Regions from separate parts of the Mus musculus genome. Here region 1 is linked to region 2. A link is a contact called in public HiChIP or PLAC-seq data. All regions are on one chromosome and are shown on one strand. Each heading gives the region's core, a stretch centred on a gene start, on an enhancer-like site or on the middle of the called end of the contact. The rest is flanking DNA. Distances are from core to core; before and after follow the strand shown.

Evidence for each region. HiChIP or PLAC-seq counts read pairs in DNA pulled down with a chosen protein or histone mark.
Region 1: an H3K4me3 HiChIP or PLAC-seq map of embryonic stem cells shows a contact between it and region 2, with 4 times the contacts expected there. The contact joins the enhancer-like site here to the promoter of Unc119b in region 2. A contact is called at or near these places in 15 of 484 Hi-C or Micro-C datasets (the G1E-ER4 cell line, Sertoli cells, cardiomyocytes and 7 more), 7 of 115 datasets of contacts at active chromatin or transcription factors (embryonic basal ganglia, embryonic forebrain, embryonic limb bud and 3 more) and 4 of 9 other capture datasets (adipose tissue, embryonic stem cells, liver and 1 more).

The regions. Positions count from the first base shown.
Region 1 is chr5:115,443,042-115,445,741 of GRCm38.p6, forward strand. Msi1 (musashi RNA-binding protein 1) reads left to right here. Exons shown (of 15, transcript NM_008629.2): 10 at 2,354-2,434. Among named protein-coding and RNA genes, the nearest start is that of Msi1, 15 kb to the left of the region's middle. Within about 2 kb of position 1,295, at least 8 of the 459 cell types and tissues checked have an H3K27ac peak or open chromatin away from gene starts, as enhancers often do. A contact at or near this core is called in embryonic stem cells, where this site is marked.
Region 2 is chr5:115,133,546-115,136,245 of GRCm38.p6, forward strand. It overlaps Unc119b (unc-119 lipid binding chaperone B), which reads right to left and starts at 1,430. Exons shown (of 5, transcript NM_175352.4): 1 at 1,122-1,430. The coding sequence starts at 1,365.

The DNA of each region.
Region 1 (2,700 bases), core at 45-2,544, 310 kb after region 2:
CCACCTGCCTCTGCCTCCCAAGTACACCACTATGCCCGGCCACATTAATTTTTTTTTTAAAAAAGGTGAATTTCACAAAAGTACCTAGATCATGAGGTGTTATATGTATGCTCAGTCCTTAGGGAGCACACATGAGAGGGCACTCGAGCACATACACACATACACACACACACATATATATATATACATACATACAGAGATACACATACATATACATACACACATAGAGACACACAGACACACACACATCATAATACAGGCACACAGACTCACACATACATATACACATACATACATATACACACATACTCACATGCATATGCACACACACACAGAGACACAGAGTAAACAGGCTGGAAAGCCAGCTCAGCAGTTAAAAGTCATAACTGCCTTTGTAGAGAACCCGGGTTTCACTCCCTGGACTCATGCCTGCCCACACCCACACGGCCAGTTCCAGGGAATCCCGCAGCTCCTCACTTTCCCCGTGCAGGCAATATGCATAGACCAGACATATACACAAACACATACATACAAATAATCAAGGGTGAAGACAAACATTGAGAAGATGAACATACGGCCAGGGGGAGTTAGTGGCTAGCCTGTTCCAGGACAAGGCTGGAGAGATGAAGAAGTGCTGAGCCATCTCTCCAGCCCAGTATGTGTGAGTTTTTCCTGAGTCTTTTGAGGAAAGGTCTTTTCCTTAAAACTGGTTTTTTTTTTTTAAAGACAGGATCTGTTGGTAACTGGGTAACCTGGAACTTGCTCTGTAGACCAGGCTGGCTTTAAGCTTACAGAGATCTGCCTGCCTCTGCCTCTCCCTTCAACTGCCATAATGTATTTTTTTAATCTTTATAATTGTGGGCACATACGGGGGGGGGGGGTGTTAGCGCATTATAGTTTTATATTGATGAAATATTTACATCTAATGTACTATTTCCTACTATTATTAGTTGACCGAAAAATTTTTTTGCTATTGCCAGCTTGTTTGTTTGTTTGTTTGTTTGTGACAGCGTCTCACTTTTTAGCCCTGGCTGTCCTGGGCCAGGCTGGCCTCAGATTTACAGAGGTCCACCTGCCTCTGTCTCTCAAGGGCTGGGATTAAAGGTATGTGGTATCATGCCTGGCTCTATTTTATTTTAATTTTTTTGAGACGGACCCATGTAGCCCAGGATAGTCTAGAACTGGTTCGTAACCAAGGATGACCTTGAACTCTCTACCTCGCTGAGGTGACCAGCTTAGGGTGTGTTGGAGGTGGAGCTCTCTCAAAGCAAGTCTTGGTCCTCCCCGGACCGTCTGGGGCTGGAATGAGGCGGTTCACTGCCTCTCTTTTGTTGTCTTCCCATCCAGCACTTTGAGAAACACCTTTGTCTGCGGTCAGTTGTTTTTGGCTTAAGTGATTTCGAACAGCTATAGAAAAAAGTAATAAATGGTGCAGTCAGTCGGGAGCTGCGGGGATGGCCCAGTGGGTAGAGCATCAGCTGCGCAGTCACGGGGAGTTCTTATCCACAGCGCTGTCGTGAAAGCATGCATCTGGAACCTAGTGCTGGGGCCTTCCTGGTCACACAGTGTAGACGGTGGGGAAGCTCTAGGCCCTGGGAGAGACCCAGCCTCAAAATAAAATAAGGCAGAGAGCAACAGGAAAGGACACTCGTGAGTTGCTGAGCCCTTGCATGCATACACACCCATGCACCACACATGCTGAGCCTGCAAGGGCTGGTGAGGGAGAACCAGGGAGCTAATCGGATCTGAACCGGAATTCCAGTGCTCCGTGAGCACTGACAGAAGGCTTTCTTCTTCTGGGTGATAGAATGCCCACCCTCAGAGGAATCGCGGGACGACGCAGGAGGAACTGTAGCCTCCGTGCAGAGAGAGGAGAGACCTGCCTGACACCAGCGTAACAAGGCCTCAGTGGTCTCGTGTGGGTGCCACGGGCAGAGATGGCATTGTGTGCAAGGGCCCTGGTCTGATCTCTGCAAACTCTTGAGAAACAGCAAGTCGGGGCGTAGAGGCAGGAAGAGAAAGCTGTGTGAGAGATCGGGAGCAGAAGAAGATGGGAGCCCGGGTGGGAAGAGTTGGGTAACAGGGTTGTGTTGTTCTTATCCAGTTTCAGCTCTCTGTGCCTCAGTTTCCGTGTGAGCCCCTCACCAGGCCTCCCTGATACAGCACTTGAGAGGTCTTGTAAGATGATAAACGCTGTGCCCAGCTTGGGGCTTGGTGCATAGAAGTCTACTGGAAACCTAAGGCTTATCTGTGACAAGCTAGCTGTAGGAAGACTATGAGCACCCTCAGATCCAAGCTGGCCTTGCCCCCCGCTGAGGGCAAGGTTTCTCACCCCGTCGCTTTGTCCCATCAGGTTACCCAGGGTTCCAAGCCACGACCTACGCCAGCCGGAGTTACACAGGCCTTGCCCCTGGTTACACCTACCAGTTCCCCGGTAAGTCCCCCTGGGTGTCTCTCCACATGTCCAGCATGTCCCCAGTTCCAGACAGTGTGACTCCTCCTCAGGGTGGCGGGCATCTAGAGTGCATGGCCGGATGCTTGGAAGGAAGGGCGTGTCCGAGGAGTCTCTTTCTCCCACCCCCTCCACCGAGAGTGTGGGGATCCTGGTGTAGCCCTGCATGGTACAGTTTTGCCCAGGCCATCCATTCTCTGCCTGTTTTCTGACTTTCTCCATCCCTGCCCGACTTAAAAATTGCCAGT
Region 2 (2,700 bases), core at 180-2,679:
AATCCCCCATGAAAACAGAGAACTGAAGCAGCTTTTTCACTGTTCCGGGACCGCGAGCATGACTATCTACAGTTGTTTTTGGGCAGAGGAAAGAGTGTCCCCACCCCAAACAGTGTTAGGAAACTGGGTCACCAAACATCCCAAATCAAATTGAAACTATTTTAGGAGATGGAGGCTTCCTTTTGCACAGGCTGAGCCAGTTAATAGCCACTTTCCCTCAAACTCCATTTCCATGAGCAACCTGAACTACACCTCACAGCCCCAGGGGCCCCAGTGAAGCAATCCAGCGGATACTCTGACATCCTTCAGGGAAACAGGGTTAGAAGTCTCCAGGGCAGGGAGGTGAAAAGGGCAAGCCAAGGCTAACCAGGTGACTGCAAACTCCTGGGGTGGGGGTGGGTGAGGAAAGGGTGTCAGGTCAGGGCTGGACTGGGCAGCTTCCAAAAGGCAGAGGTAGATCATCAGGGAGCAGACACGTCTCTCTTCCCACCATCCCTTACACCAGTCAAAAAAGACTTAAAAGATGTAAAAAATCGTACTTCTGAAACACCGACCAACTGTAAATTCACTAGAAAAGAAATTTTCAAGAGCAAGAAGATCCCCGTCTCGGTTTCTACAAACGCTCAAACTTTTAAACTTTTTTTTGGGGGGGAGAGTGGGGGGAGATGTGGAAAAAAAATGCAACCAAGTTTAAGTGTGCAAGGAACGCAACAGCCACGTGTTTGACGGAAGCACAAGCTACCTGGACACAAAGGGGTCCCCGACCCCAGAGGGGACCGAAAGCAAAGGTCGAGAGGGGGAGGGGCTGTCAGGAGCCGGGGTCCGCAGGTAGGGGCTCTGTCAGGCTGCGGGAAGCTGGGGTTGGTCAGATCAGCAGGATGGGTGGGCAGGAACCCGGCTAAGGGCTGGGGTCGCAAGGACGGGGACCCAAGGTGGGCAGGGTCGGTCGGACCAGGCCCAGAGACGCTCGCCGGGTCTGGGAAGCGGGGCCCTCAGCAGCACGGCCCGAGCAGACCCCCGGCGTCGGCAGCACTCGACCCGGCCCAGCCCGCCGAGCGCTCCCAGGCCCGGTGCCCAGGGAGGGCGCGGCTCGCCCGCCCGCCCGCCCGCTCGCCACTCACTCTCGGTGACCCGGTTGAGGCGTAGGACGTGCTCGGGGCGGATCGTGTCCAGGGCCAGCAGCTCCTGCTCCGTGACGGCGGCCCCGGAGCCGTCGTCGGGCGTGTGTGGGGGCCCCTGGCGTCGCGCCTTGAGCCGGTTCAGGACGCCGCCGCCGGCCTTCTTCTTCTCCTCCTTGCCAGCCACCAGCCCGCCGGGCCCAGCCTGCGAACCCGCAGTCGCAGCCTTCGGGTTCGACCCGCTCATCGCTCCACCACCAAGATGGCCGCCACCTCAGGGGCGCCGTAACTATGGAGAGCGGGGGCGGGACCCTGGCGCCCAGGGCGGGGCCTGAGCTCCTGGGGGGCGAGGCCCGGGCTCCTGGGGGCGGGGCCTGTGGAGGAGCCGCCTCCTGGAAGGTGCGAGGGTGCTGACCTGAGAATCTTCACACTCCAGTCACTCTGGATATTTAAAACACATGCTTTTTTTTTTTTTTTTTTAAATTATTAGATATTTTCTTTATATACATTTCAAATGCTATCCTGAAAGTTCCCTATACCCTCCCTCCGCCTTGCTCCCCTACCCACCCACTCCCGCTTCTTGGCCCTGCATTCCCCTGTACTGGGGCATATAAAGTTTGCAATACCAAGGGGCCTCTCTTCCCAGTGATGGCCGACTAGGCCATCTTCTGCTTCATATGCAGCTAGAGACATGAGCTCTGGGGGTACTGGTTAGTTCATATTGTGGTTCCACCTATAGGGTTGCAGACCCCTTCAGCTCCTTGGGTACATTCTCTAGCTTCTCCATTGGGGACCCTGTTTTCCATCTTATAGAAGACTGTGAGCATCCACTTCTGTATTTGCCAGGCACTAGCATAGCCTCACAAGAGACAGCTATATCAGGGTCCCTTCAGCAAAAAAAAAAAAAAAGATTTATTTAGTAAACTGTAGCTGTCTTCAGACACACCAGAAGAGGGCATCAGATCCTGTTACAGATGGTTGTGAGCCACCATGTGGTTGCTGGGATTTGAACTCAGGACCTCTGGAAGAGCAGTGCTCTTAACCGCTGAGCCATCTTTCCAGCCCAGGCCTCCTCCTCCTCCTCCTCCTCCTCCTCCTCCTCCTCCTCCTCCTCCTCCTCCTCCTCCTCCTCCTCCTCCTCCTCCTCCTCCTCCTCCTCCTCCTCTTCCTCCTCCTCCTCCTTCTTCTTTTTTTTTTTTCAATCAATTCATTATTTGAACATCCTACCTGCTCCCCAAAAGAGATTTCTGGTATAGTCCAAAGCTACATGGTCCATGATTGGTGAACACAGTTTTCATGGTTTTGTTTGTTTTTGATGTTCTAGTAATTCCTGAAAGCTCTGTATGGGGCTTGGAGTGATGATGTCATATATGTGAATGATAAGGCTCACACATGTGACTTGCTTCCCAGCTGACAGAACTGTTTGGAAAGAACTAGGAGGTGTGGTCTCAGAGGAGGTGTGTCACTGGGAGTGGGTTTCAAGGTAGCAAAAGCCCACATCAGGCCCTGTTAACCCTCTCTGCATCTGGTTTAGTGTCAAGATGTGAGCTCTCAGCTACTGCTCCAGTGTGGACTGCCTGCC